2 separate regions of the Culex quinquefasciatus genome follow, and region 1 is linked to region 2. A link is a contact called in public Hi-C data. All regions are on one chromosome and are shown on one strand. Each heading gives the region's core, a stretch centred on a gene start, on an enhancer-like site or on the middle of the called end of the contact. The rest is flanking DNA. Distances are from core to core; before and after follow the strand shown.

The links. A called contact is a pair of places that touch in the nucleus more often than the background predicts.
Region 1: a Hi-C map of whole body shows a contact between it and region 2, with 4 times the contacts expected there. The contact joins the promoter of LOC6033008 here to the promoter of LOC119766159 in region 2. A contact is called at or near these places in 2 of 2 Hi-C or Micro-C datasets (both in whole body).

What each region holds. Positions count from the first base shown.
Region 1 is chr1:14,917,684-14,920,563 of VPISU_Cqui_1.0_pri_paternal, forward strand. LOC6033008 (tyrosine-protein kinase receptor torso) reads right to left here and starts at 1,322. Exons shown (of 1, transcript XM_001843466.2): 1 at 1-1,322. The coding sequence starts at 1,322.
Region 2 is chr1:14,580,645-14,583,363 of VPISU_Cqui_1.0_pri_paternal, forward strand. LOC119766159 (proteasome-associated ATPase-like) reads right to left here and starts at 1,390. Exons shown (of 3, transcript XM_038250686.1): 1 at 1,211-1,390; 2 at 930-1,152; 3 at 1-543. The coding sequence starts at 1,052. The coding sequence ends at 145. It overlaps LOC6033016 (hemicentin-2), which reads left to right. Exons shown (of 16, transcript XM_038250519.1): 6 at 1,991-2,203.

The sequences.
Region 1 (2,880 bases), core at 72-2,571, 340 kb after region 2:
TTGATACCGTATTCCGAGTCCTGATCGTGAAAAGTTCCCTTGTTACGCATCTTTCGACAAATCACAAGACTAACCGAACAAAGTGAAAAGATTGCACTAATCACAATCGCCAGTATCCAGTGACCGCTCCAATCGGCAAGTGCCGCAACAGGACCAACGTTCAACGCCCGGATGATACTCTGCGCTGGTGACGATCGATTATTTGCGTGAGCCGTAATCATCACCTCATACTGTGGTCCGCTCAATTCAAACGACTCAATGAGAAGGTGACTCTGCGTGCCTCTGACATTTTGCTCGACCGAGTTGGCCGTTTCGTCGTTGGCTCCAAGATCCAGATCGAACAGCTTCACAATGTAGAAATCCGGGAGGAAACGCGGCTGATCCCAACTTATGTTGAACTGGTAGCGATCTTCAGGCAAACGTTTGGCGATCACCCGGATATTTTGAACAGCTTCTGGGTCGCAAAAGTCCCCACTGTTGTACCAATCGAGACAGTTGGGAGTACTAAACGACGTCCAGTGGAGCTCGCTTTGGAACGTTGGATGACGGGGATTCGTTGCACGTATCGCGATCTCATACTCTTCGTTCAACAGCAACGACTCGATCGTGTGACGGTACAGACTGGAGGTTTGATCCACGTAAACCTGCTGCAACTGGTAGTCTGGGGACTCATTGGCGTAGCATAGAACCTCGTAATGACAGCTACGATCGCTGGACGGTTCCCAAGCTATGATTGCGTCCAGCAAGGAAGGATTGTCGGAGTTTGCACTGTAGCTCACAACACTAATTTCGGTGATCTCTCCCGGTTGGTAGTCGAGTGGAAGCGTTTCAAGTGTTTGTTCTTGTGCGGTCATGAGTTCACCACTTGAACTGAGAATGGTCGCAGACACGATGAACGGTTTATTCGGGAACAGGTTCTCGATTCGAACTACCGAACTGTTGCTGACGTAAACGATCAGCCCACTGTTCAACAAGGCGTCCACTTCTTTCACTTTGATCACGTAAATGTATACGACATTCGTAGCATTACCGTCGAACTGCTGCCGAACGTCAACCATCAACGTTGTACTATCGCGACAAACCAACTCAACTCGGAACGACTTGTGCGGATGTTCAAACGTAACTCCATCCAGCACTCCGGGTTCCGAACACCGCTCGTAGCACTTCTCCTTTAGCTCCACTCCTCGTGCCAAGCATTTCGCAACACAGGCACTTATCTTGTACAACTCCTGCTCCTCCTGATCGGTGTGAAGTCGCAGCTGATTGCAACAGACTTGGTTTAACGTAACAATCACCACCAACAGTGCCGTCAACGGAGACATCGTGCGTGATCTACCGTGTACGACCAACGAATCCAAACTGGTTGCTTTCTCTTTTGCAGCAACAAACGAGTGATGACAGGTTTGGACACTTCCGTACACTTTATACCGCGTGTTTGAGGCGGTCAGGTACTTGAATACGGATTTGGGCCAGGTAAGAGCAGGCAGCCCTGGACGGTTCTACTTGTTGTTTTTTCCCCCTTTCTGCTAGTTCTAGTTCTTATTGCTGAAGAGACACACTGATAGAAGTTAGATTGTGGTTCTACCTAATGCTGGAATGTTCTGCCTGCGCTGCCAGAAAATAGTTTGATTTGTTCTTTCTGGAGACATGCACCAATCCAGATTATTATTACAAGACTCCTATCCAGATTACTATCATACGGCAATAATTCCAATTCAATTTGTTAAATGATCAAACGAGGGTACAAACTGGCATTTTAAACTCAATTTTGCCCAAAATTTTGATTTAAGCAACTTTAAAAGTTAAAGTTTTGTGGTGGATAGATAAATAATTTAGTCGAGACAAAATTATCTTTGAAAATTTTAATCATAATTTCGCAAGGTGGCTCATCATACTCTTCCTTTCTGGTGGTGGCATGAAACATGCATAACGCGTGTTTTTCTATCCCTATACGAAAGCTTTTATGCTTTCTCCCCCAAGAAAGTTGCAAGGGTTCAAGTCTCTACTAAAAATTATGTAGAGTATGTTAAGAAGCTTACAGCTTACCCTTCTTGAATGGAATATATGCTGTGAAAGCGACAGCATTCAAACAAGAAACATCAAACTCTACAACTTTAACGAGCCAAATCGCTTTGTTGGTAAAAGTGTGAAACATTTTGTTCATCTACTAAAATGTTTACAAAAATGGTTTTGTTACAAAAAAAAAGTTCGTTTATATTTAGTTTTTATTCAATATCTATTCAATTAAAAAACCAATGATTTTACTTTCAAGTTAAAATTTATTAAATAAAATGATCAGTTTTTTCTACTTTTCACCAAATCAATTCCAATAAGAATTTCATTAAACAAATGTTTTGTACACAGGTATGAAAATTCATACCACTTCAACTTTTTCAGAAAGCTGCATCTGTTAAGCCCTTGAAACTGCACAAATGTTTCCACTGTTCAGTGAAAGCTCATCTCCAGTTTGATGAAGCAAAATGTATTGCGAGCATCTTACAATCCACCCATACTGGGTTCGAGCCTCAGCCAAATCAGAGTGCAGGCAAATTGAACAGACTGCGCATTCCGAAATATCTTTTCAATTGAGCGTAACTTTGAGTGAAAACAAGCACGGTTACACCGTAATGAAAAGATATTGTAGCATTCTTCGATGGAATCTCCTAATGAGAAAGTCATGCTTTGCAAACCGTGCGTAATGTCCCCCAAAGCACATTGATTCGAACAGTCGTGGAGCTTAATCGTAGGAATGGAGCTTTTTCGAAATGCTTGCGTGAAATATTTCCGAAATTGGAAATGTTTCAAACTGATTGATATTGAAATGAAAAATAGATTTTTTAGACGAAGATAGTTTATGGCATGACTGCTCACAAATCAGCA
Region 2 (2,719 bases), core at 140-2,639:
ACAAAATTAAAAGCGAAATCGTTCCCGTTCTAGAAATTGATTAGGTTGACCTGCTGCTTGAACGCTCAGCTTTACTTGAACGGATGATGCAGCGCTATCTGCGGCTCGATCTACACTTTTGGACGACTTTGATTAAAATTGGGATTATTCTACATCAGAATCGCGGAACAGCAGTGGAGCGGCCGATTTGTTCATCATTCTCACTTCTACGAGTCGAACGTTGTCAACTGTTTGCCTGCCACACTGTTTGACTTCATCCAGGTTACCAACCGCGTCGTTCTCGATTGGTGACAACGTACCGGACGTCACCAGCTGAAACGATTTCCCCGAGCCAGGAGGTCCGTGCGGCAGAAATCCACGCGGCGACGGCAATCCAATGTGCCGATAAACCTCCGGATGCTTCACGTGCAGCAACAACTCGCTCACATCGCTCAAGATCTTGTCTATTCCAACAGAATCCTCGAAGCTCGTGTTTACCAGCTTGGACAAAACCTCCATCTTGAAGTGCTTCGATCGCTCCGACCGATGTCCTGCATGCCTGCGCTGGAGGAGAGAAGGTGGTATGTCTTAAAATCTATTGGATGTTCGATGAACTTACGTTCCCAGGACGATTCTGTACTCTACGCTTAAGTGGTAGTAGCAGATTCTCGGTTGTTCGCAAACTCGGACACACGTCTGGGGCGGACAGGCTGGGAAGCAGCGGTGTTTGGTGGTGGCACTGGTGCTAAAGGCCAGATGACGGAACGGTGAACAGGAGTTTGGGTTGGCGTTTGATGGGAACCCGCTGGCCAGGTCAGTAGGATGGTCGAAGGACGGATGCGTCTAGACAAGACCATGCGTTTTTTGCGGCGGGCAGGGAGTCGGTGGTGTGCGAGTTCTACCAGGAAAAGGCGGGCGTCTGGTCAGCGATGATTTGATTCCAAAATTACTAGTTCACGGCGGGAACTGTCGATGTTTGAGCAGGACGTAGGTAGACCGGTGCCAGAGGAGTTGAGTGCGAAGCGGCTCAGAACAGTCACAGTAGCCGAGGATTTCCTTTCCTGCCTAAACATGGTCGCAAATCTCGATGAACTGCCCAATCTCCAGTTGATTATCACGAGCTTAATGCGGCGTGGATTACGGCAAATCTTCGACACAGTTTCCTTTGGTGGCCTAGCTAAATAATTAATTATTAACTGCGTCGATGTCGTAACAGCGCCGGAAAGCAAACCGAATCCGGGGGCAAAAACGAGGGTAATAAAACGGTTCCGTAGTCGTTCCGGACACGAAAATCCAGTGTCCGATGATTCTATTTGGCCAGTTCTCAATATGGAACGGAATTTTAGCGTCCGGAACGGCCACAGAACCGTTTTTTTGCCGGAGAAAATTACGCGACAAACCGAATCGTTTGCTGAGCAGCTCCAAAAAATTAAGTCCAATTTTGACAGCTCAGTGTTTCGGCCATGCGACACCTACACTTCCAAAACAAAACTAAGTTGGCTCGAGTAGCTTTCATTGGGTAGTTTCGCTAAAATGGGTACTTTTGGCCTTTGAAAGGCTAGTTAGATTTTGAGTTAAACGAATTGTTGTTTTTTTTTTTTAATTTGATTATTATGATTTTCTACTAAACATAGATTCTGCCGAATGGTTTTCTGCTAAACGACTTATTCGGCTCAATGATCTTTTCTGCCTTTTGTACTATTCCGCTCAACGACATTCTGCCAAACGACTTATTCGGCCTAACGAGTTATTCTGCCATTTGTACCATTCCGCCTAATGACATTCTGCCAATTGATTTTCTGCTGAACAAGCTTTTCTGCCAAATGTATTTTCTGCCGAATGACCTTTTCTGCCGAATGACCCATTCCGCCGATTGTTTTTCTGCCGTTCGGCTTTCCGCCGAATGTCATTCTGCCGAATAATTTTCTGCCGAATGGCCCAGTCCCTCTCTTTCTTACTTTTGAAATATGTATTCAAAAATTCTTCATTTTCCTTTACTTTCTTCTTCCAGGTCGACCAGCGCCACGGGTCACGTGGTGGCACGACGGCGTCGAAATCTCCGGCACCAGTCATCCGTCCGCCGTGGAGGGCGCCGCGGCCATGGTGAACCAGCTGTTCATGGGGACCGTCTCGCGGGACCTGTACGGGGCCAAGTTTGTGTGCCGGGCGGCCGGCTCGAAGCTGGTGCCGCCCGTCAGCAAGGAGGTCGCCATCCAGGTGCACTGTGAGTATTGATTAAAATATAAAATTTTAGTATATCGCTTGATAACAAATATTTCTTTGAAAGGATGAAAATCGCCATCCACTAAAATTTGGTACAAAAAAACAAGTCAGTTAAAATTAAAAAAAAACATGTTTCGGAGAGCGACACTGGAAGGATTTGAATTTATTTGTGAAATAATATACACATACAAAAATGGTGGTAATATCCATCAGGAAATGATGACAGATTTTGTGTCAAAAAAAGTCCTTTGTCAAAAGTAATATTGCATCAGAAACTGGTGAATTTTCATGAGGTTCACATTTTAACATATTTTTATGTAATATTTCTCAAGAAAGAGGTAATATTAAAAAAATCAAATTTCACATTTATACGCGAATTGATTTGAAATTCAATAATTTAAAAGTTTTGTATATATTTATCATAAGTTTCTTTTTTCATAAAAAAACCACTTTTTAATGCCACCAAAACAAAATTTGTATCATACTGAAAATGCCTATAATTTGGAAATAGTTTTGA